2 separate regions of the Anas platyrhynchos genome follow, and region 1 is linked to region 2. The links are chromatin contacts, called in public Hi-C maps. All regions are on one chromosome and are shown on one strand. Each heading gives the region's core, a stretch centred on a gene start, on an enhancer-like site or on the middle of the called end of the contact. The rest is flanking DNA. Distances are from core to core; before and after follow the strand shown.

Region 1 (5,685 bases), core at 137-2,636, 85 kb before region 2:
CCCCGACACTGCTCAGGGTGTCCCCCCGCACCCCAAAGCGATGTCCCCGCTCTCCCCGTGCTGCCCACCCTAGGGTTAGGGCATCCTCGCCCCCCTGCAGAGCATCCCCAGTGTGTCCCCCCTCCCCTGCTGGGGTCACAGAGCCCCCCCCCCACAGCCCTCAGGCTCCTTCATGCTGAGGGGGGGGCTCCTGCTTCTGTGGGGGTCGCAGTGGTGCGGGGCTGCACCCCGATTTTGTGGAGTCAGGGGGATCAGGGGCCCCCTTCTCCGGGCTGCTGCCCCCACCCTGTTAGTGCTCTCTGCCCCCCCTTGTCCTCCAGTCCCAACTCATCTCTGAGGGCACCCCCCCATCCCCACTGCCCCCCATCTCCCAGGCCTCCCCCCTGTCCCTTTTGGGGCTGCAGCTCGCCCCCATTTATCTCCCCGGCTCCCCCATATCGCCCCTTTCTCTTCACCAACACCCCCATCCCCCTCCCACCCCCCATCCCGTGTCCCCTGTCTGTGCCAGGTCCCCACACAGGTGTCGGTGGCCTCCCGAGCATCCTCCTGCTCCGCAGCACCGCGGGACACCCAGCTCCTGGGGACACCCGCTTTTGGGGTGCCCCATGCCCAGGGGATGCTGTGGGTGTCCCTACACGGGCTCTGGCCTCACACCGTGCACCTGCACACACGATCTGGGGGTCTCATCCATCCCCAGCACCCCAAAACACAGCGGGGACCCTGGGGTGACCAGGGTGGGGGCCAGGGGCTGGCAGGTCCCCGCCTGGCTGTGAGGGGTACGGGGTGCGCAGCATCCCCCTCCAGATGAAGGTTTGGGGCTGGCGTCCCTGAGACACACACACACGGGACAGAAAGGGGGGATCCCCTAACACCTAAAAAACCCCCGGGAAAGAGGACCCTGCCGTGCACCCCAGGGTGCCCCCCACATCTCCCCCTTCACCCTTAGGACGCTTTTGGGGGGAGCAGCGCCGGGAGAGCAGCGGGGCAGAGGCAGCCTTACCTTCTGTGGGAGCTGCGACGCCGGCTTCGCCTCCAGCCTGACGGAGAGCAGAGCAAGTAAAAGTCCACCAGCCAGCAAGGGTGAGATCTGCATCCTGCGGGGCAGCACGAGCGGGGACGGGGGGCCTGGAGGCACCGGGGAACGGAGGGGAGCCCCCGGGGAGAGGCCGGGACGGGTGGGAGTCAAAGTTGAGAGCGGAGCCCCGAGGTCCCTCCAGCCGCTTGCGAAGTGCCGAGCCAGTGAACTTGGGCTTTCTGCTTCATTCATTTATAACCCAACCTGCGTGGTGATGTCATCTAAACAACCAGGTCCAAGCCGGCCTCCTTCACAATAGCAGGAATTTAAAGGGGGGGTCCCCTCACCCCTGGCAGGAACAAATGACACATCAGCCCAAGGCGGCAGGCTCGGGGAGCTGGAGAACAAACAAAAAAAAAAATAAAAAAGAAAGCGGGGGGCATTTGGCTGAGCCCCCCACAGCACCCCCGGGCCCCCCTGGGAGCTGCCTGCCCTCCCCTTGCCCCTCCGCCCCACAGCCCCTCGGCTCCCCCCGCTCCCCTGGGTGACCCCCACGGAAGGGCAGGGGGTGGCTGCTGCAGGATGCAGGGGGGGGTCCCGGAGGGGGGTTAAGTCCCAAAGGCAGAAATGAGTGAAAAAAAGAAGAAAAAAAAACCCCACACTTTTTAATTTTCTACTTTTTTTTTCCACATCCAGGGTTAATTCAGAATTAAACCTCCCAGATCCCTGTTTGCCAGGAGAGGGGGACACTGCCCTCCCCGGCAGGGGCTCTGGGGACACACAGGGACGTGGTGACAGTGGTGCTGCCCGTGGGCACACAGGTGGATGCCTCGGCTCGGAGGGGGGACCTGACCTCTTCCTCTGCTCCCCTGGTGGGTTTGGGGGGCTTGATAACCCCCGGACATGGGGCTTGTGACAACTGCAGCTGATTTCCTCTGCAGGACACAGTCAGCATCACACGGTCACTGCTGGGGACAGGACTCACGGGGACAAACCCAGCCGTGCAGCCCGGCCACCAGCTCTCCCACCTGCTGCCCGAGCTGGAGGCTTCGGGCTGGGACACTGGGGGTCAGCCCCGGCTGCTTGCAGGGGCTTGGGACACACGTCCGAGGGCAGGATTTGTGCCTCCAGCACCGTGCCTGGCACCAGGACCTCTTCCTGGCAGTGCTGAGAGCGCCCAGCCCCATCCCCAGCCCCCCAAACCGCAGGGATGCTCTTCGTGCTCAAGCAGAGAGGTGCCCCCACGTCCCTGCCCCGAGAAAAGGGAAAACTCCGGGCTCTTTCCCCTCTCCCCAGGGTCAGCTCCAGGCCAGTCCCTTCCTCCTGCAGGAGCTGCCCCATCTCTGGGTCTCTCCAGGCTATGCTTTGCCTCCACGGGGGGGGGGGTTGGCAGGGCTCCTTGGGGGTCTGTGGTTTTCTGCTCCACAGCCCGGGCTACTGGGCACAGGCCACTTTGCAGGGAATCGTCTTTTCAGCTCCACGCGAACGGGAGCTGGAAGGAGAAGGTCTCGGTGGTTTTTCCATTGCGCCTGCCAGGTGGAGACAACTTGGGCTTTTTGGAGCGCAAAGTTGTGCTTGGGCATTCGTCTGCGTGCAGGCAGATAAAGGCGATGGAGGTAGCGTTACAGCCGGCCCCGGGTGCCAGGTAACCGCGGGGGCAGGCACGGAGCAGAGAGGCCCCCTTCTTTCCTCCCGGGGCTCGGTATTCACCTCCCGCAGCCTCTCCCAGGCAGCAGGAGGGATGCTCTGCAGCACTGCCCCGCTTGGGGAAAAATCCCAAAGGGAAGGGGAGCCGGGCTGCGGGTCCCTGCAGCCTGGGGCTGGTGCACGAAGTCCCAGGGTCCTGCCTGGATGCTGAGAGCAGCCCCGGCTTCTCCCAGGGGACCCCAAAGCGAGGAAGAAGCCAGGGCATGGGGTTGGGGGCACTGCCCGGGGAGGAAGGGCTGCAAGCTGCTGGCTGCGAGCCCCCCAGCAGCCGTGGGACGAGGGGAGGCAGGCGGCTGTGGCTCTGCAAGCCCCGTGCTGGAGCATCCCAGCGTGGCCACCAGTGCCACAGCACGGCCGGGTCCTGCCGCCGCCGCCGCGCTCCGCCAGGCTTCCACCGGCGTGGTTTTCATTAGCGTGTTTTCTTTGTCACACCGCGCACAGCCTCGGATCTGGGGAGGGAGGTTGGGGGGGTGTGGGGGGACTGTTCTTTATAAATCCAATTAGTGTTGTTATTCAAATCACTCCGCCTGCCCTGCCGAAATGAGCTGCAGTCAGAGACGTGGCGCACACAAAGCCCTTAACCAGAACCAGACCGAATCCACCGGCGCGGCTTCACGGCGGCAAAAAAACTCCTGGGGGGGAGAGAAGGGATGGGTTGGAAGGGGTTAAAAGCAGGGAAACCTTTTGCTTTTTGGGATGGGGGCCTGACAGCCTTTAACCCTTGAAGGGATGGTGTCTGTGTGGCTGGGGGCTTCCCCTAGGCTCCGGCTCAGCGTGACCAGGAAGGATGGAGAGCTGGGGGCCAGGTGTCAAGATGTGAAGGTGTGAAAGGTGTGAAAATCCCCACGTGAGTGCTCTGCATGTCACCTAACGTCCCCGTGTGGCAGCAGCTGGGTGTGAGGTGTCCCCGTGTCACTCTGTCAAGCTCAGATCCGAGCCGCTCGCCCCTCTCCTGAGAGCATCACCCAAGGTGCGAGGAGCCCCGCGCTGCGCGGAGCTCTGCCCCTGGGCTGCGAGCGATGGGAAGCTGCAGAAAGCAGGGAGCTGCTTGCTGCGGGGCTGAAAATTAGGAAAAGCCACCGAGCGGCCCCACAGCGGGCTGCCTGCTGAGGGGAGAAGCGGGGGATGCCGGAGGATGGATGGAGAGCGATTCGTGGAGCGTGACTGGTGCCAGCGTGATGCGGGGCGGGGGGAGGTGGTCGCGGTGTCACCGCACGTGGTGACAGCGTGGGTGTTTCTGCAGAACTGCTGCCTGATCCCACAGGAGGAGTGAGTGATGCTGGGGGGAGCTGGCTCCTGTAAAACCCCTCGGGATCCACACTGCTGAAGTGCCAGGTTTGGCTCACGTCCCATGGGGTGACCCCTGAGAGGGTTTAAAACACGACCGAGCGCCGGCTTAAAATCAAGGCAGAAACGTGGATGCCAGCCCCAAGGAATGTCAGGAGGACGTGTGTCCGGGCTGTGCCCTGCACGCCGGGATGGAGCAGGCGAATCCCCCTCCGGCAGCACCCCGTGGCAGTGCCCAGGAGCAAGATGTGGGCTGGCAGCTGCCGAGAGAGCACCACGGGGGGGGGGGTTCAAGGTGATGTGACGGGAGATTTCATCAGCTCGCAGTTTTCTACAGGTTTTGCAGTCCCTCTCCGGGGGTCTGGAGCCTGCAGGCTCAGCAAGAAGCAGTTTCAAGGGGGAATTTTTCAGGCTCCGTGGACAGATTTCTGGGAAACCACCAGCCCCGAGGGCAGGGGCAGCCAGGGGCTGGGGTGTTTGGATGCCGGGAGCCCCCCCAGAGCAGGAGCCCCCGTGGGCTGCGGGTTCCTCTCCAGCCACCGGCCCGGGTCTCTGCGCCTGCAACGCCGATGGCAGCTTTCGGCCTGTTTGAACATCCCCGGTGTTTATTTTGGATGCTTCTGCTGGATGAGGTATTACAGGAAACACTAAATGGTTTTATATTTTCCCCCCCGTCTCCTTTGGGTGTAGGAGAAGGCTCTGGTCCAGGACACACGCGCGTCCAACATCCCCTCGTCCCAAAGCGGCACCGGGATGGGGAGCTGCCCTGATGGAGCAGGAGGGGACGGGGCCACGCTGTCCCTTCCCAAAACCCACAGGGTAGGGAGGGCAAGGGGAGAAGGGAAAGCCCTGTGCTGGTGCTGCCATTTGGGGTTTGCCACGCTGAGGTACCCGGGATGCTCCAGCCACCTCCCGACTTCCTGGGTGTTTCTTCTCCCCAGGGCTGCGTGGGGATGGCTGTGCTCCAGGGCTGGAGTGGAAACATGACTTCTCAGGCTTTAATTGAACGTTAAAAAAAATAAATAAAAAATGAGGCAATTACGATGCACTGGTGAGTACACGCTGTGAGTCTCCCCCTGTGTCAGCCACAGAGGATGTGAATTGCGTCGCCTCCAGCTGCCAGCAGCAGCTCTGCAACTAACGCAGGAGAAGGTTGTTGGGATTTTCTGACCTAAATGCCACGTTCTTCTTTGTCCTCCCTTTTCCAGATGATTACCCTCAATAAATAAATAAATAAATAAATAAATGGGGGTCTGGGAAAATATCAGCTGCAATAAGCCCTCAGAATCAGCCTAATCCTGTTGGTTTGGGCACTGAGCATCCTTTTGGGAAGGGCTGTTGCCCGAAGAGGTGATGGCCAGGGAAGGCCAGCGGTGGGATGTCACCGCCACGCTTGTCCCCACAGAGGAGGAATGAGACCAGAGGGCGCTGAGCCTCATGGAGAGCCATCGGGGAGGCCCCCGCAGACCACAGGGGGAACAGACACCCAGCCTGGCCCCAATATTCCCCCCGCACCACCCCCATAGCCCCGGGGCTCTGCCGTCAGCGCCGCGGGCACGGGCACGTCGGGGCCAGGTTCTGGCTGGCCGTGGCTTGGCAGCACCTCCCACGCCTGGCTCGGAAGAAACCCCGCAGCACTGGCTGCTTTGCCCTGCACGCCCCGAGCTGATTTCCAA
Region 2 (6,293 bases), core at 246-2,745:
GCGAACTCTTCAGGAAGTGTGCCATGTTCTCACCTGTGGACCACAGAGTGCCAAGGGCCTACGTGTCTTTAGCTGATTGCCCTTCAGACTTTGTGGCCAGACCTGAGGACTATTCAAACATGCTCTTCATCTGCCGGATAGTGGACTGGAAAGAAGACAGCAACTTCGCAACAGGGTATGTCGCTGCCGTTGGAAGTAGACATAAATGAGATTTTTAGTCAAGAGTTCTTGGTCTCACTTACTTTGCATACAATAGAGACATGAATCTGTTAACAAGATACTTGTGTGTCTCTTGTAGTTAGTGGACGAGCTCAGGTGAGGCTAAGGATAGCTTGTTGCTAGTTATGTCTTATGGCTATGACGTTAACTTCTTTCAGTGCTTGCTTCAGTGTGTTGGCACATCACAGCAGTAATGAGTTGTATGGTCTTTGCTCAGACAGCTTGCAGACTAAAGGGAGCACACTCAGGTACTTAGCCTGACCGGCACAAGCTTTGTAGGGTGCTGGCATCCTTTCAGTTTTTCATGCTTTATATAAGAAGAGTACAAAGTGTGTAGGCATTTCACTGCCAGAGCAAGAAGGTCAGTAGCAGCAAGGCTCATATGGTTTTCAAGCCTTTGCTGTTAAATAGAAAAGTCCCGAATTTTGTGGTATTTTAATTTGCATTGCTTCAAGGAACGATGTTAGAAATCAAGAATCTTATCTGCTCCTGAAGAACTCTGTGCTTTTCAGGAGGCACTGTAAAGCCATTGCTGTCAAGAGTTCAAAACACAGGCACTGCTGTGAAGGAGGGAGGAGGTTTTAAGCCAGGTTACTCAAATAGCCTGTGCTGAGCTGGATCCAGATTGCAAGTTCATTTTGTCTTTCCTTCATGAAGACTGTGTAGTTCTCAACTTTTTTACTCTTTCTTGGGAACAGCTGCTGTGTGCCAAGCACTCACCTGGAGCAGCCACACAGTTTCCTATTGAAAGGGCCTCAATAAGTAATGGTGGACATTAATAAATCTTTTTAGTTATCTTGGAAAAAGCTGATTTAGTTGGTGATCCAGAGTAGTTAGCTCTGACCTGTGGCAATGCTGTGGCCAAATTTTAAAGGTGATTGCGATCTGGATGTAATCTGGAATATATACAGTAGTGGGAGTTGGGCATAAAGCCACTTTCTCTTCCTCTTGCAAAACTGTTGTGACGGGGTAGCACAGATGATGTACAGTGTCAGCACAGTAGTGTTTAGAGTCCTCAATTCAAACTGCTGGTAAAACTTAAAACTTACATAAAGCTTTTTTTTTTTTTTTTTTAAATTAACTGTGTTGGCAGGGACCTATCAGCCCTAAGACGAAAAGTAAAGTAAACTAAACTGAAGTCCCTGTTTCCCTGAGGGTTGTTTTTGTTTTGTTTTTTGAGTTCGTTATCGTTTGTGGCTGCTTTGTGTGCCCAGTAATAGCAAGTTTCACATGTGCTTCTTGAGAGCCACATGAGCGATTAGGTCACTCCGTATTTCCTAGCTAAACTGCTGTGCATGAACTGAAGTGGCCTCCCTTTCAGCCCCACTTAACTTGGGGCTGGCTGTGCTGTGAACTTCACTGTGACTAAGTTTCATACTGGCAGAGGTTTTTTGTCGTCTGACTCCAACAGAGAAAAGGCTGGAGGGTGATTGTACTGCTTGACATCTTGTCATGAACAACCCCCTTTTCTAGTAGAAACAGGGGAAATTAGGAGGATGGGCTAATGTCTTTCTTCTTTGGTTAACGCATGTTTCTTTATTTTGAGCTTCTGACAGCATTGTATATTCTCATCTGGATGTTTTGGTAGTTTCCAAGATGTAAAGGGTGTTGTCAGGAAAGAAAACTTCAATGATTGTCTTCATACATAGTCGTTTCCTTTGGGACTCAGCTGCACTCCAGTAAGTGCCTTGTTGAGATGGGAGCATAAAACCTTGGTGACCCGTTTTGTTTTTTTTTTTAAGGGGTAAATATGTGCTTGTGTAGACACTGCAACACAAGGAAACCTCTTGAAGGTCCCAAAAGTTCATGTTTGTTTTTTGACAAAAAACAACGTTTATAAGCTGGCCATCTTGCAAGTCACGGCCCACCTGAAGGAGAAGCGAGCAGGTGACCAGCAGCTCATTGCATGCTTGGTTTTCTGAACTTTCATGGCCTGGTGGCTAGGTAAGGAAGCTGAAGCCCCAGCCCCAGTTTTGTTGACTGGAGAGCTGTCACCACATCCTCCTGGGTCTGTTTCTTCTCTGATACAGGCACAGCCAATTTTGCAAAGTTGTTGTGGCTCGTTTGATAGAATGGGCCATTAACATAATGGTTCCTGAACAGGCAGTCAAGTGAGTTTTCCTTCCTGTTCTTGTTGCCCCTCGTAGCAGTGTCATGCTGTTTGGGTTCAAATGCTCCTATCCCCACTGCCTGCACTAGGGGAATCGGAAGGATGAGGCACTTTTAGCTCCCTGTAGCTCTGGGGACAGTCCCTGTTGTGACAGTGTGCCCCTTAGTTCTGTCCCACAGACTTCATGTTATGCCTTTGGTGGTACCACCACGGTTTTGAAGGTGTCTGGACTAAGGAGCCTGTGGATCTTCATGCTGTGCCATGGAAGTCTACTGGCAGTGCAACAAGGAAAACTCCCGCTGAAGTTGGCAGTAATTTCTCCTGGATGTTTTGGGTGTTTTCAGGTACTTTCCATCCTGCAGCTGAACTCCCGCAGGCTGGTCGTGCACCTTCCTCGCTTTCCTTTTCCCTTGGGAATTTGGGAGCTTGAGCTGTGTTTCCATGCACATACTGTCTATGTTCTAGTCCTCAATTTGGCCGTGTGTGGCTGGAGTGTGGTTGGCCTAGCCAAGGGTTTCCATGACACCGGCCACCCAGGGGGGTCACCTGCACAGGGGGAAACCTGGCAGCCCCTTGGAGGTCCCCTTGGGGAGGGGGTGTGTTTCTGTGTCGTGATTGCCACCTGGTGGTCACCAGTGAGACATGGTCCCCTCTGAAGGCCACCCTGTCACCCTGACCACGCTGTGGGAAGGAGCAGGGAGGACCCAGTGGCTCCATGTCCCGCTGGTGATGCCATGAGCGTGTGCTGCCGTACTCCTTTCTGCATGCCATGTGATTTTACTGTGGCAGTGAAATGCCACTTAACTCTACCTGCCTCAGGTAGCAGATAAAGCAGAACAGCTCCAAAATAGTCTCCTTTTTCAGATAAATATTACAGGTACTGCCACATACAGTTGTTTTTCTGGGAACCTTTTGTCAGTGATGGAGTCCAAGGCTGTTTGGAGTGTTAGTCCAGACGTCTCCACACTTTTGGAGATGGCTAAGGTAGAGTCTTTACTTCTCGCCACCACAGTATGATGATGGATTAAACTATTTAAAAATAAATAAAAAATTGGATCACAGACTCCCTTTGTGTAGCTTTTCATCAAAGTGATGCATGGGTTTCGTGGCTGCTCTTGCTCAGGGCCTTGGATATTGGTCTGTCAAGGTGACATGATTTGTCACGGGATTTGCAATAAAATGAAACATTGCAGGATGCTGTTTCACTCATTGCTCTTCCCAAAACCATCCAGGCAGCTTCAATTCCCTCCATTTCTGGGCATTTTATTCCATTCTTTTTGAAATCCAGAATGAATTCACTGTGAGGGGCAATGACTAGATACCTTGGGCAGCTCACGGTGAGGCAGGAGCGAAGGTGTGACCCCTGAGCAGTATAGCTCTGTTGGAAAAACACCTTTCAGAAGTGGTTGTCTGTGAGGAAAGCTGTTCCCTTGGGGCAGGTGATCACCATCCTGATCTGCAGCGTGGGACGATGGCCCTGCCAGTGTGGGGAGCACGATGCTCTTCCTGCGCTCTGGTGGCGGGTGGCCTGGAGGCTAAAGTGGAGCTGGAGGTGCTGACAGCTTGGGGACACAGCTCTGTTGCTCCATGACCCTGCAGCCACCTTCCACTGTGTTCCTTCCACTCAGTAAGGTTTTTAAATCGTTACTGAAGTTATTCTCTCCCGTTTGGGAGCCTGCCTGGCTCTCAGAAAGAATCAAGCCTTATATAATTACGTGTGGTCTTTTTGGAGAGTTCTTATCACGTAACCTTTGACCACATTGGCAAGTTTCAGCAGAATCTGGGGAACGGAGAGGGCTCAAATGTATGTTTGTGGCAAGGACAGGCTGCATAGACTCCATCGGTGTCACCACACAGGGGCAGATGGCAGCAGGAGGGTGGCTCTGCCCCAGACGTACTCCCATGGGAGATCAAGCTGTGGTGAGCTGGCAGCTCGGAGCAGCTCAGTGAGCTCGCAGATACAGCTGGTACCCTTCACTTCGTGCCTCCCAAAGCCCCAACTGCAGCAGGTTCCTGTCGGTGCTTTCCCTGCCTGCGTACTACCTGTGCCTGACGTCAGCACGAGGGTATTAAAGCGGCCCTCCAGGGTGCTCTAATACCCTCCCATCAACGTCAAAGTAAAAGAAATGTTTACGTCTGTAACCATCATCATTTTTTTACCTTCTAACATTTTGGAGAAGAAAAAACACACTCAAGCCTGGGGTGTCGCAGACACCGTGACTCCCGGGGAGTGAGTGTCTGACCGCCCCTGGGCCCTGTGCCTCTTGTTGTTTATAAGCCTCTTGAACTATTCTTGCTACCCTTGGTGGCCGCAGAGCCCCATGAGCGAGCCTGGCTGTTACTCCGGGGCCGTCGATGATCCTATATGCGTTACCTTTGATCACATGCTATCCTGTCAGCTTTTTGCTCTGATGCAAGTCATCATGTCTGTGTGACTGTAACATGGCCCCAATTAAAGTCCGCTGTACACTTCTTGTTTCAAGGCACTTGGGAAATGTTCCCTGGAACACTGTAAATCAAATGTTAATTACTATTAAACAATATTAGTCCTATATCAAACCTCTGGGTAAACCCCTTATGGTTCATAATCTAATTTCAGTAAACGGATCAAGAGAACATGGGTTTCAAAACTGAGCTGGAAAGCACTCTGGCATTAAAAGGCGCTTTCCATGACTTGTTGTATGGACCTGCAGCCACCCTCTGAGTGTGCTGCCCTTCCGAGAGAAGGGGCACCCAAAGTTCAAGCATATGCCATTTCTTTTTGATAGGGCACTGTGTCCTTTTTTTTTTTTTTTCCAAAAAATAATAATAATAATAAAAAAATCTGATCCATCTGGTCAGGGAAGTTTTCTGAGTCAAATTTCTTCTTTTGCATTATGGAGTTTGGTGCAAGGCACGAGGTTGAAGCGCAGGCTCCGTGCTCGTGGTGCTGGTGAGGGTGCTCCTGGGGGGCAGCAGCCTCATCCTTCCAAAGTCTCCCAGCTCTGCATTAAAAGTTGGAAATGAAGTGGTAATTTCTCTGGTTTATTGTTACTGCTGAGAGAGAGGGAGATAAAACTGATGCCTCGTTTATTTACATTAAAATAAGGATCAGACTGGGACCGAGCTGGAGAAACGGAGAATTAAGCCTCGATGCCAAATGCGCACGTATTTCTGCCATACAGTTTGTACATAAAATTGAAACAATGGAGGGAAATATCTTTTATCCTTGTTTTCATTTTTAGTTTAAAGCTGGGCAATGTGAACTCTACAATTTACCACACCACAAAGCGCACAATCCTTTTCAGCATATTACCCAACGTGACAGGTTTATTACGCAGCCCTTCCCGGCGTGAAGAGAGATAGCTTTGCTCCCATAAAGAAGATGGGCTTGCTTGCGCTGCACGGATGGGGTTTGTTCTGTGGCTTTATGGCACATTTGAAGCCCTGAGAGCATCTTGCTCGTCCAAATGACAAGCACACTGTTTTGGCCCCAATTTTGGAAAGCAATTAGTGCCTGTTCTCACTCATTAGAATTAAAGCAGAAGGATCAATATCATGATTGTGTATTTTATGCAGTGGAAAAACACTTATTAGAGTGGCTGTGTTTGCACTGTGTTATTACCCCTCTCTTTTGTCATATTTTGATGGATTTGCCTTAATTTCAGTTGTAATTTTCTTGGACCAGGAGCATTATCTCTATTGCCTGTAATGTGCCATTCACCCTAATGGAAGTAAATTTAAGAAAAAAAGTGTTAAAAAAATAAAAAATCATTACCTCTGTGTACTGTAGAGCAATCTGGGGATGAGAAAGGGGAAAAGAGCCACCATGGGATAGGTTCTCCTGCAATGCTTGTAACCAGGAAGGGAAGGAGCAAATGCCCCACTCCTTGGTAGTCCAGGTTTGCACGGTGCATCCAGAACCAAACGCTTGTCAGACACCAGAGCTCGCAGGGAAATGAGTGGTGGGGTCTGCACTGGGCCA

Evidence for each region. Hi-C and Micro-C count contacts between places; a contact is called where the count stands out from the background.
Region 1: a Hi-C map of skeletal muscle shows a contact between it and region 2, with 1.8 times the contacts expected there. The contact joins the promoter of NPPC here to the enhancer-like site in region 2. A contact is called at or near these places in 5 of 8 Hi-C or Micro-C datasets (F5 follicle, liver, skeletal muscle and 1 more).

What each region holds. Positions count from the first base shown.
Region 1 is chr9:9,882,785-9,888,469 of IASCAAS_PekinDuck_T2T, reverse strand. NPPC (natriuretic peptide C) reads right to left here and starts at 1,386. Exons shown (of 3, transcript XM_027464223.3): 1 at 1,001-1,386. The coding sequence starts at 1,267.
Region 2 is chr9:9,796,878-9,803,170 of IASCAAS_PekinDuck_T2T, reverse strand. It overlaps DIS3L2 (DIS3 like 3'-5' exoribonuclease 2), which reads left to right. Exons shown (of 22, transcript XM_027464181.3): 9 at 1-175. Among named protein-coding and RNA genes, the nearest start is that of DIS3L2, 79 kb to the left of the region's middle. Within about 2 kb of position 1,495, at least 1 of the 8 cell types and tissues checked has an H3K27ac peak or open chromatin away from gene starts, as enhancers often do.